Regions from separate parts of the Rattus norvegicus genome. Here region 1 is linked to region 2. The links are chromatin contacts, called in public Hi-C maps. All regions are on one chromosome and are shown on one strand. Each heading gives the region's core, a stretch centred on a gene start, on an enhancer-like site or on the middle of the called end of the contact. The rest is flanking DNA. Distances are from core to core; before and after follow the strand shown.

Evidence for each region. Hi-C and Micro-C count contacts between places; a contact is called where the count stands out from the background.
Region 1: a Hi-C map of kidney shows a contact between it and region 2, with 5 times the contacts expected there. The contact joins two enhancer-like sites. A contact is called at or near these places in 11 of 12 Hi-C or Micro-C datasets (the A7r5 cell line, the Rat2 cell line, Schwann cells and 6 more) and 1 of 1 datasets of contacts at active chromatin or transcription factors (oligodendrocytes).

Annotation. Positions count from the first base shown.
Region 1 is chr11:83,885,573-83,891,580 of GRCr8, reverse strand. It overlaps Atp13a3 (ATPase 13A3), which reads right to left. Exons shown (of 33, transcript NM_001109369.2): 3 at 164-264. The coding sequence starts at 214. Among named protein-coding and RNA genes, the nearest start is that of Atp13a3, 18 kb to the right of the region's middle. Within about 2 kb of position 2,815, at least 2 of the 93 cell types and tissues checked have an H3K27ac peak or open chromatin away from gene starts, as enhancers often do. A contact at or near this core is called in kidney and liver, where this site is marked.
Region 2 is chr11:83,727,629-83,733,531 of GRCr8, reverse strand. No RefSeq gene overlaps it. Among named protein-coding and RNA genes, the nearest start is that of Tmem44, 45 kb to the right of the region's middle. Within about 2 kb of position 1,486, at least 11 of the 93 cell types and tissues checked have an H3K27ac peak or open chromatin away from gene starts, as enhancers often do. A contact at or near this core is called in kidney and liver, where this site is marked.

The sequences.
Region 1 (6,008 bases), core at 1,566-4,065, 160 kb before region 2:
CTTTCATCCCGTAGGCTTTCGCCCGATTCTCGGTACCGTGTCGGTGCTGGCGCCGACACATTAGGTGGACAAACACGCCACCACTGTGGTACCCCCCCAGTCTATGTTGGTTTTCCTTTAATTGTATCCTTTTATTCCCCAGAAAATTACGAAAGTTGGCTACCATTTCATCTTCTTGTCCCTTGTTGATAATCGTCCTCTCTTCTTTGTCCATCTCTACAGTGGCTTGAAAGGTACGGTGCTTCACTCAACAGGTGAAGAGAACTGCAAGAAAAGAAACAAATGTTGGGGCTAGAGACGGCTCAGCAGTTAACACCGACTGCTCCTCCACAGGTCCTGAGTTCAATTCCCAGCAACCACATGGTGGCTCACAACCATCTGTAACAAGAGCTGATGCCCTCTACTGGTGTCTGAAGACAGTGACAGTGTACTCACATAATATATCTTTAATTTAAAAAAAAAAAGAAACAAATGTTGGCTTTCTTTAAAAACAGATCTTGGACACCAACAGAACTAGATGCTAAAACCCCACTGCTGATGGCACCACTCATGGAGAAATCAAGTTGGAACTGAGTTAGAAACAGTCCCCGGTGAGTAGCTTTCCTACTACCAAAAGGTGCTGTGCAAACTGCTACTGGAGAAAACCATCAACGGTCAAAACCCAGATATACACTCTGCACTACAATACCAACCTGTCACGTAAAACATCCTCACAAAATCTAATAGGGTCATGACTGTTACGTACATAACCAACCACTGATTGGATTTGGGACTCGTTCCACACACAGGATGGAAAGCATGCTTTGACCTGTAAATCTGTCTAAAGCCCATGTCTGGGGAAGTTTCAGACCCTTTAGTAATGAACCTATTATTCTTGTTTTGTTCAAACTACCTCCAATTGTTTTCTTGGACAGAGAAACATCTGCAGTTAGCAAAGCAATACATAACTGGTAGAATAAATGTTGAGAGCTCCAGCCCTAAACACTTAGGACAACTATTTCACCCACTCCAAGGCTGAAAGAACACCACGAAATTATAGGGGGCTGGAAAAAAAAAGAGAAACAAACAAAAGTATGAAATACTGTCCACAACACATGACATGACAGCTGTACTCACTAACTAACTCCCAGTAGCAAATCCCATCGATATTTCCTCATGGACAGAGAGTCATGAGACCCCCATCCATCCCTGAGGATCTATTGGCAGCTAATGGCTGTTAGGTGAAGAGAGTCCATTTCTTCAGTTGAATGGCCATTACTAAGTTACCTGATCAACCCTAATTAAACTCAGTGGATAATAGCAAAACAGAAAAAGTACATGAAAGCAGAAAGGCTTGCTGAGAGAACGTGCTCTGAAGTGGGAGAGAAGACAATGGGGAAGAGAGAAAGGACGGGTATGTTAAAATCCATACACAGTAGACATGGACATGAAATTATCAAAGAATAAGTTATCCTAAAAACAAAAACAAAACCTTTTAGTATACACCAGGTGTTATAGCTCATAACTTTATAATCTCAGCCCAGCACTTGGAAGGTGTGAGCACATCTGTAAAACCAAGGCCAGCATGCCACACGATGTCACACAGTGACCTCCGGGACAACTGGAGTTACATAGTAAGACTGTCTCAATAACAAACTTTAATTTTTTGTTGTTGTTGTTTTTTGTCTGCTTTGGTTTTGGTCTTTTGAGACAGGGTTTCTCTGTGTAGCCCTGGCTGGCCTCTGTGCTGGGATTTTATACCACCACCTGGCCAAATTGAAACTTTAATTTCTATTACCTTGGCAAGAAAAGTGGCCGTGCTTTACAGTTTACAAATCTCTTTAGTAATCTCTTCCTCTCCCCTTTTAAGTAATCTCTTTGGCTAGTTGTCAGTGAACTCAGTGAGTTTTCACCCTAGACATAGGGTGAAAGAACATAGAGGAAGGAACAATCAGAGGACTGCTCAGTGTGCCTGGAGTCATACAGGGTTGGTTAAGTGTTATCCTAATAAAATGTGTTAGGAGTTACTATTGTGTGTGTATTTCTTAGGTACACAATCTCTTAAGGTCTGGACTTGCTGGTACACACCTATGACCCCAGCATCCCGGAGGCAGAGGCAGGAATCATGAATGAGCAGACTGAGCTACTTGACCCTTCCTTTCCCCCACACCCCCACACCCACCCCCCACAGCCACCCCCCACTCCCGCACCCACTCCCACTCCCGCACCCACTCCCACTCCCACTCCCACACCCACTCCCACACCCACACCCAAATGCTGTGAGCTTGGTTTCCTGGCTGCTGCTTGATGCTTTACAGTGAATTTATTTCTTCTGTAAAGCCTTTTAGACCAAAGTAGATGAGTAAGACTCCCCTAACACTAAGGGATGAAAAAAAAGAGTATTTCTCTCAGAAATTAAATTATTATATATCAAAACTGCAGGAGGTATGGATTAATGAAGCATACTGAGGTTTATGATCGTAAGTAGTAGAGGGTCAACAACTGGCATGTCACTGCCACTGCAGAACCAGCTTGCATTATTTCTGAGGGGCTGGAGAAATGTATGGAGGGCCTGGCTAGGGAAGTGTATGTGATAACTAAGTGTTCTCCCACCAAACTGCATCTGTTTCCCCAGAAGACTTCCAGAGAATTTAACCAACCAGGTTGAACAAATATTTGGGAAGACAAAGCACTAGTACTAAACAAATACCCTTTTTTCTTGTCATGAATAGCAAAGGAATACACATAGGTTAAAATGCAAATAGCCTACCACTTTATACAAATGATTAAGCACTTCAGACTTTAGTCCCTGGCAAAGTCCTGGCAGTTACATAACAAATTCCAATGGCCAGTAACATTTAAATGATCAGTTCTAACCTCTTCCCCGGCTGGCCTGGAGCTTACAGTGCAGACCAATGGCCCAAGTTTTTGATCTCACCCCCCTTTTTCATCCTATCTCTCCTTTCCCTCTTTTGTGGGATTATAAAGAAATGAACCAGTATGACTAGCTGAAATTGCCATTAAAATTCAATGCTCTCATTGAGCCTGTTTACTATTTTAAAAATATTTCCCTAAATTTCCTTAACAAGTTGACCTTATTTTAACATTGAGTTTATTCCCAAAATCTTAAACAGTTAAAAGAACGTAGCAAGGAATACTCCAATTATTTGAGTTATCATGTGGTGATTTAGTGGGCAGGACAACCGATACTTAAATCTTCCTCAGCAATCACTGACCACAGTATACTGCAGCTCCTTATACAGAATTACTTCTCTATGAGTCAACTGCTTTAAGACAAAAGTAACAGCTTAACAAATTCTACTAAAGTTAGCAAAGTGATAAAATTAATTTAAATATAAAATTGTTCTAAAAAATAATCCACAGTCTGAAGCTATCTCATTAACTTTAAATATATCATACACCTCACAAGAAATTACCAAGAATTAAACCCTTCAAATACACTTGGAAAACTCATAACCCAACTGTGCTTGTGCTTACATCTAAAACATACAGATTGTAAACGGATAACTAAACGTAAGTGCTTATATAAATAAACCTTTAACATTACAAGGACTCCATAAAGACAATGAACAATAAAAAAGTCTTAAAAATACAAATGTCCTCTTCCTCTTCCCCTCTTTCTCCTCTCTTTCTGTCCTTCTCTGTCACCTTTCTCTGTCTGCCCCCTTCACCAGGTCCCAATAAAGTTTCCTTTAAACTAAAAAATACACATATATACATATATACATACACACAAATGTAACCAAGTTGCATGTTAAATGTGTTTTTCACACATCTAAGACATGTGAAGCATTAACAAGCTTTGAAAAGGTGGCCTGCATTTTTTCTTCAATCAAGTCAATTTCTACATCACAGAAAAAGAATTTTTTCTTACCAATAGCATTATACCATTGCTCTTCTCCGATCCTGACGCATCAGCTTTCAAAAGCTGGCTCTTCATATAAAATAAAACCATAAAAATCCACACAAACATTAGAATTTTATACCAAATACTGGTTCTGTTTAAATTGCTTTAAAGATGTTATGATATTAAAATTTAGGACTTTTTAATTCAGCAACTTTAAATTGGTTTTAGAAGATATGCCCTTCTGTTCTTTGCCACTGGCAGAACTCCTATTTGAATAAATCCTCTCCTGCCAGCACACACAGGTTCCGGCCTACAGTGCACGCCTGAATCCCGATGTTATCTAACAGTAAAGGGCTAGGCTATTGTCCTTAACCAAACCCTTCCTTGAATTTATAATGAAATGGATTTACTTCATCAGGAGAATAAAATGCAGGGGAGGACAAAGTGAAGCTATCCGAAATAAAAGTCACTGAGTTTTAATATAATGCTTACTCTCCCGCAGATTCCATAGTAAGAACTACTGAAATTAGTCTTTAGCCTGTTCTAGAAGTTGATGAGAGCTTATTTTCTCAAACAAGACAAACTGGCATCAACTTGCAGAGAACATCATAGACATCTTTGCTTTCCATGAGCAAAATACTGCAATAGTTCATCTGAGTCAAATGTGGTGTATACATCTGTAATCTCAGCATTCAGGAGACTGAGGTAGAATAATGAGTTCAAGGTCAGTCTGAGGCTATCGCAAAATAAAATGAAAAATTTTAAACCTGCCTAGAATTCCCAAAGGATTAATTTCACAAGGAGCTTTACAGAGTCATCAGTAACTTAAGTAAAACTTGAAGCAAAGCAATTTTAAGTATTATGTTTTGTTTTCTTTTGTGAAGACTCCCATGTAGCCCAGGCTGGTCCTGCACTTCCTATGTAGTTGCTTCTGACCTCCATATAAGTGCTACATATATACGCTCCCCCAGCCCCACTCCATAACATATGCACACAAATAAAATTTTAAGCAGACATTTACCCCTCCTTTTTTGAGATAAGGTCTCTCCATATAGCCTAAACTGCTCCTAATCTCTTGCCTTAACTTTCCAAGGGCTGAGATTACAATCGTTTACTACCTCACCCAAGTAAAAACCAAAGGACACCAAAAGGGATACTTCAACAAATACCACAACTGGTATAGACTTTCAAATTTACTGCACCCACAACAAACCCACAATTCAAAATGTGCACGCCCTGGTTCTAACTCAGCCCAGCAAACGACCTTTATTCTACTATCTATATAAATACCCACGTAAAAAGATCAATGAAATTTTAATCCTCCAACCATAGTAAGCGAACAATTGACAGTGCTGAGGACAGAACTCAACTTCAAATCAGCTCCTAACATAACAATAAAATGACATAATATAGCTTAATGAATACATGGAAATTTTACAAAGATACCAGCTACATTTTAACAAAGGTTTACTCAATACCCACTGTATCACTTCCCATCTTAGACTTTCTCTTATAATACATGCTTTTGTTTCTGTGTTTAGGCTTAAGGAAGGCTATTGTGTCCAATATACACCAAACTAAAACTGTATTTACATTTGTCAAGTGAAGTTTTTGTATTTTTTTCTGTGTTAAGGAGCAACACAAGAGGTATAACAAAATAAGTTATAATTAGGCCACACAGTATTACCCATGTTGGGATTTAATATAAAGAATGAGTTTAGCCTATACTATATCACTTTATTATAGACTATTTTTTAAATAAGCATTTTTATTTAGAGGTATTCCAAATGGTTAAAACTGTCCTCATGAGACAAAATAGTTCATCTGATAAAGCTTGGATTGGTTAATCAACTAATTAATTTATATTTTAAGACAGTATCATATAACCTAGGCTGGCCCTCGACTTCCTATGCAACTGCGGCTGGCCTTGAACATGTGACCCTCCTGCCTCTACCTACTTCCAGAGTGCTGGGATTGTAGGCATACGCCACACCACCCAGTTTAGTCTGCATTTTACAGTGTCTACTGAAGAAGGAAGGGGAATCAGAAGACAGAGTTAGCTAGTTTTACCCAGAAGGAAGACTGAATGATGTATACATAATCCTAAAATCTCCACTCTCTTTGCCTAGATCTCATCTGAAGTCATTTTACCTTTGGCATT
Region 2 (5,903 bases), core at 237-2,736:
ACGACCACTAATGTTTGTTGGTTTTTACTTAGCCATCACTGGTCTCTTACTATTCTTGCTTCCTATGTCCCGCTGTGTTCTATGTGCCTTTCTGTTGTCCGTTTTTATTTATTGACTCATTGTGTTTGGATGCATATGCTTGTCAACAGACATACTTTATATGGCTTATGTAGTCATTTCCTAGAAATATTTGTGTGCAGACTTGCTATGCAGCAGTCTGGCCTTGAACCTCTGATCCTCCTGCCTCCACCTCCAGTGTGCTGGGGCTATGGCTTGTGGACATGCACTACCACACTGGCAAACGTCCAGGCTCTACTGTGAAACTAGAAAAACAAATATGAAAAGATATTTCTACCCTTAGAGTTTGCAAAAAGGTGAACGCAGTTATGGGGTCCCAAACCCAGTCCCTAATTCAGACTACATGAAGGGTTGGGCCAGGAAACATGAATGAAATCTAAACCAAGAACAAGCCACAAGTAATTCTGGTGCAGGGCCAGGGTGGAGGACGATTGCTTTAATTCAGTCACAACCCATGACAAACAGGCAGTCCCATTTCCAGGAATGGTCTAGATTGCTTAGAAGCTTCTGGCAGAGTGTGGCTGAAACTGCCTTTCTGTCATAAAGGGGTGGGGAATTGTGCTCATACATGTGTGAAACATGTATGCACCCATGTGTGAGACATGTATGCACCCATGTGTGAGACATGTATGCACCCATGTATGAGACATGCATGCACCCATGTATGAGACATGTTTGCACCCATGTGTGAGACATGCATATACCCATGTGTGAGACATGTATGCACCCATGTATGAGAGACATGTATGCACCCATGTGTGAGACATGTATGCACCCATGCACTCTGGGCTCTTGACTTTCCTCTTGCTGCCTCTACTTGGGAGATCACGATCTGTTTGTTCTTCAAAGACAGACTCAAAGATTGTATCCTTGGTGAATGCCTCCCTGCTCTGGTTTTCAACTGCCCCACCTCTCCTCAGGGTACTATACTCTCATATCCAGACAACACAGCCCAGCACTGGGTGTTATTTATACTCCTTTCAGCCCCAGCAGGGTGGCCTGGACACACTAACTCCTCAGAAAGTGTTAGTCGATGGCTGGAGAGATGGCTCAGAGGTTAGGAGCACTGGTTGCTCTTCCAGAGGTCCTGGTTCAAATCCCAGTACCCACATGTTTGTTCACAACTGTCTGTAACTCCAGTTCCAGAGGACCTGGCACCTTCACACACACATACATGTAGACAAAAGCATCAATATATATAAAAATAAATAAAACTTTAAAAGCATTAGTTGAATGGATATAAAGAAAGGGGAGAAACCAAAGAATATGAAGGGATAAGAAAGGCAAAAGGGCTGAAATGTGACACCATTCCTAGCTAGCCAGAGAAGCCTAATTTAATGTTGGCCCCTTGAGAGAATTCGACCTTTGTTCTGCACTGTGACAGCCTGTTGGAGCACTGGCCTGCCTCCCAGTAACTGAGTACAGGGAGAGGTGAAATTACAGTTCTACTAAGCAACATTCCTTGTCTCACAACCCTGTGTGACAGGAAGATATTAATGATCTCATTTTACAGCCCAGGAACAGAGGAAGGTAACAAGCAGTGTAGCTCAGGGTAGGGCACTTACCAAGCTTCCCAAACACCGGTTCCCGTTCTGCTCAGTGAGATTGGTTCTGCCTCTCTGATTCAGTCGTTAAGGCCAATATCTCAGACTGATGGTTCTTCTTCATCAGCTTGACTGGGTTTAGAAGTGCAGCACACCTCAGGGAGAATCTGTGAGGGTGTTTCTAGCAAGGCTTAACCAAGGAGGGCAGACCTGCCCTGAGTGTGGTTGGCTCCATCCCCGTGGGCTGGAGTCCTGCACTAAATAAGAAGAAATGGAGCTGAGCTCAGCATTTACTTCTCTGGGCCCCCTGACTACAAGGGGAGCAGTTGTCCTGCTGCCGTGCACCACCCCCCTACAATGAGGAACTGCATCCCTTCAAACTGTGAGCCCCCCAAAAAAACTCTTCCTCAAGTTGCTTCTGGGTGGATACTTGGTCATAGGGACTAGAAAAGTAACTGATCTAGTCCAGGCCTAGCCCCCGCCTTCCATCTTCTCTGACAGGCCAGGGAGGGCTCCCTCGGGACACTAGCTCACTTGGGACCGTAGGCAAGTCACTAGATTGACGTCAGAGAAGGATTTCCTGCCTAAGGCTGCTCTGTGACTGGGGTAACACACCATGTAGCTCTGCCCCCACATCTCAGGGTCTCCTCAACCATGTGTGCTCACAGTTTTAATTGTACATATGGCTGGGATGCGCTCCAGCATTAAAAGACAGCAGCCCAGTGAGTTTCAAGGAGAAGCGGAACTGGCCCTGAAAATGGGAAAACCTGATGGAAGGAAAGGCTTTGTGCTGCGGGACAGTGACAGCAGACTTGGATTTGTGACACTTTTGGGGTTTAAGGGGTTCTTTCATTGCTTCTTAGGAGTCTTTGCATATCCTAGCAGGCAGAAGTGGACATACATGAGGTTAGTAATGACAGCCACGCCCAGTAGCTCATACTTAAAATGTCAGTAATGAGGAGACTAAAACAGGAGATTCAAGAGCAGCCTGGGCTACATAGTGAATCTGAGGTCAGCCAGGACATAGTAAGAGTCTGTCTCAAAAATAGAGAGAGAGAGAGAGAGAGAGAGAGAGAGAGAGAGAGAGAGAGAGAGAGAGGAAGAAGAAGAGGAAGGAGGAGGAGGAAGAGGAGAAGGAGGAGGAGGAAGGGGAGGGGAGGGGAAGGAGGGAGGAGAAGGAGGGGGAGGGAGAGGAGGGGAAGGGGAGGGAGAGGAGGGGGAGAGGAGGGGGAGGGGAGGGAGCGGGAGGAGGGGGAGAGAGTGGGAGAGCGAGCAAGCGAGAACCAAAGGAAATCAGGGTCCCACAAGACTTTCCCTCTGGGTCCAGCTGGAGCCCCACTAGGTCCTCACCCACCAGACAGTATTTTGCCTCAGCCAGGCCTGCGTCGGGCTGCTCTGCTGGGGTTAGAAGCTGCCCTTCCATAGCCCTGTGTTTTATTGTATATTATCTTATCTCAATAGGAAAAGGCAATTCAGGGAGAGAATTTCCGTGTCTGGACGCTCCAGGCTTTCCGTTTGTCCTGCTTTCCTAGAACAGTCTCTCCTCATCACTCACAGCCACAGAGGAATCTTTATGCGGCTCTCATCAGGCACTCATCCGAATCACAGGGCCTGGTGTTTTCTCGGGCCCCCAGCAAACTGGGATCTGGAACCCGTCCTGGCTGGGCGGTACTGCTTTGCTTGGCACCCAGCCACACATGGGAAGCCGCTAAAAAGTGGCCCCTGGTCACCTCGCTCACTCTTTCCTTCGAGGAACCTGAGGACTTTAGGGCATCACTGGCAAGTGTGATGGGTGTCCCGGAGAGCCTTCTCAATAGGGCGGGCACTGAAAGCCCTCTGTTAAGTCTTTACTTTCTCCACAGCTTCCTTGGAAAAGAGTCCGTCTATAGGAAGAGCTGGGTGAGCGGGTGTGGCGTGCACACCTGTGAGTGGCCACACGCATGCTGGAAATTGAACTTGGGTCGTCTGCAAGAGCCCGTAAACGCTGAGCCGTCTCCCCAGCTCTGCTGGTGGTGGTGGTGGTGGTGATGGTGGTGGTGGTGGTGGTGGTGGTGGTGGTGGTGGTGGTGGTGGTGGTGGTAGTGGAGGTGGTGATGGAGGTGGTGGTGGTGGTGGTGGTGATGGTGATGGTGGTGGTGGAGGTGGTGGTGGTGGTGGTGGTGGTGGTGGTGGTGGTGGTGATGGTGATGGTGGTGGTGGAGGTGGTGGTGGTGGTGATGGTGGTGGTGGTGGTGGTGGTGGTAGTGGAGGTGGTGATGGTGGTGGTGGAGGTGGTGGTGGTGGTGGAGGTGGTGGTGGTGGTGATGGTGGTGGTGGTGGTGGTGGTGGTGGTAGTGGAGGTGGTGATGGTGGTGGTGGAGGTGGTGGTGGTGGTGGTGGTGGTGGTGGTAGTGGAGGTGGTGATGGAGGTGGTGGTGGTGGTGGTGATGGTGATGGTGGTGGTGGAGGTGGTGGTGGTGGTGGTGGTGATGGTGGTGATGGAGGTGGTGGTGGTGGTGGTGATGGTGGTATGGAGGTGGTGGTGGTGATGGTGGTGGTGGTGGTGGAGGTGGTGGTAGTGATGGTGGTGGTGATGGTGGTGGTGATGGTGGTGATGGTGGTGATGGAGGTGGTGGTGATGGTGGTGGTGGTGGTGGTGGTGATGGTGGTGGTGGTGGTGGTGGTGGTGGTGATGGTGGTGGTGGAGGTGGTGGTGGTGATGGTGATGGTGGTGGTGGAGGTGGTGGTGGTGGTGGTGGTGGTGGTGGTGGTGGTAGTGGAGGTGGTGATGGAGGTGGTGGTGGTGGTGGTGATGGTGATGGTGGTGGTGGAGGTGGTGGTGGTGGTGATGGTGATGGTGGTGGTGGAGGTGGTGGTGGTGGTAGTGGAGGTGGTGATGGTGGTGGTGGAGGTGGTGGAGGTGGTGGATGTGGTGGTGGTGATGGTGGTGGTGGTGGTGGTGGTGGTGGTGATGGTGGTGGTGGTGGTGGTGGTGGTGATGGTGGTGGTGGTGGTGGTGGTGGTGATGGTGGTGGTGGTGGTGGAGGTGGTGGTGATGGTGGTGGTGGTGGTGGTGGTGGTGGAGGTGGTGGTGGTGGTGATGGTGGTATGGAGGTGGTGGTGGTGGTGGTGGTGGTGGTGGTGGTGGTGGTGGTGGTGATGGTGGTGGTGGTGGTGGTGGTGGTGGTGGTGGTGATGGTGGTGATGGAGGTGGTGGTGGTGGTGATGGTGGTGGTGGTGGAGGTGATGGTGGTGGAGGTGGTGGTGGTGGTGGTGGTGGTGGTGGTGGTGGTGGTGGAGGTGGTGGTGGTGGTGGTGGTGGTGGTGGTGGTGGTGATGGTGGTGGTGGTGGTGGTGGTGGTGGTGGTGATGGTGGTGGTGGTGGTGGAGGTGGTGGTGATGGTGGTGGTGGTGGTGGAGGTGGTGGTGGTGGTGATGGTGGTATGGAGGTGGTGGTGGTGGTGGTGATGGTGGTGGTGGTGGTGGTGGTGGTGATGGTGGTGGTGGTGGTGGTGGTGGTGGTGGTGGTGATGGTGGTGATGGAGGTGGTGGTGGTGGTGGTGGTGATGGTGGTGGTGGTGGAGGTGATGGTGGTGGAGGTGGTGGTGGTGGTGGTGGTGGTGGTGATGGAGGTGGTGGTGGTGGTGGTGGTGATGGTGGTGGTGGTGGAGGTGATGGTGGTGGAGGTGGTGGTGGTGGTGGTGGTGGTGGAGGTGGTGGTGGTGGTGATGGTGGTGGAGGTGGTGGTGGAGGTGGTGGTGGAGGTGGTGGAGGTGGTGCTTTTGTGTGTGTGTTTCTTTAAGCCATGTGAGAATGAGGAATTCAACTAGTAAAATTAAACTTAGAGATTCGTGTTATGAGAAGAGACAATCCACTCAGGTACAAAGCCCAAATGATTTCAAGGTAATCTAAGTGTGCTCTTCAGTTACAGTTTTCTTTCTTTCATTTTGAGATGTGCTCTCACTATATAGCTCCGGCTGGCCTAGAACTCACCATGCGTGCCAGACTGGCCCTGCCCTCTCAGAGACCCACCTGCCTCTTGCCTCCTGAGAGTTAGAACTAAAGGCCTGGGCCAACATACCTGCCATGCTTTATGACTTTTTAAGGTTAATGCAAAATATCATGTCTTTGTTAAAGTTCAATCGTTAATTGTCCCTAATAGGTAACTTTGTGTCCTACCCCAGAGTGCTAAGGATTGAACCCAGGCTTCATTCTGAATCATTTAAATGTTGTTATCTGGTGAAGTATGATCACTCCTATAATCGAAAAACTCCAGCGATTGGGACAGAAGGATTGACTTCC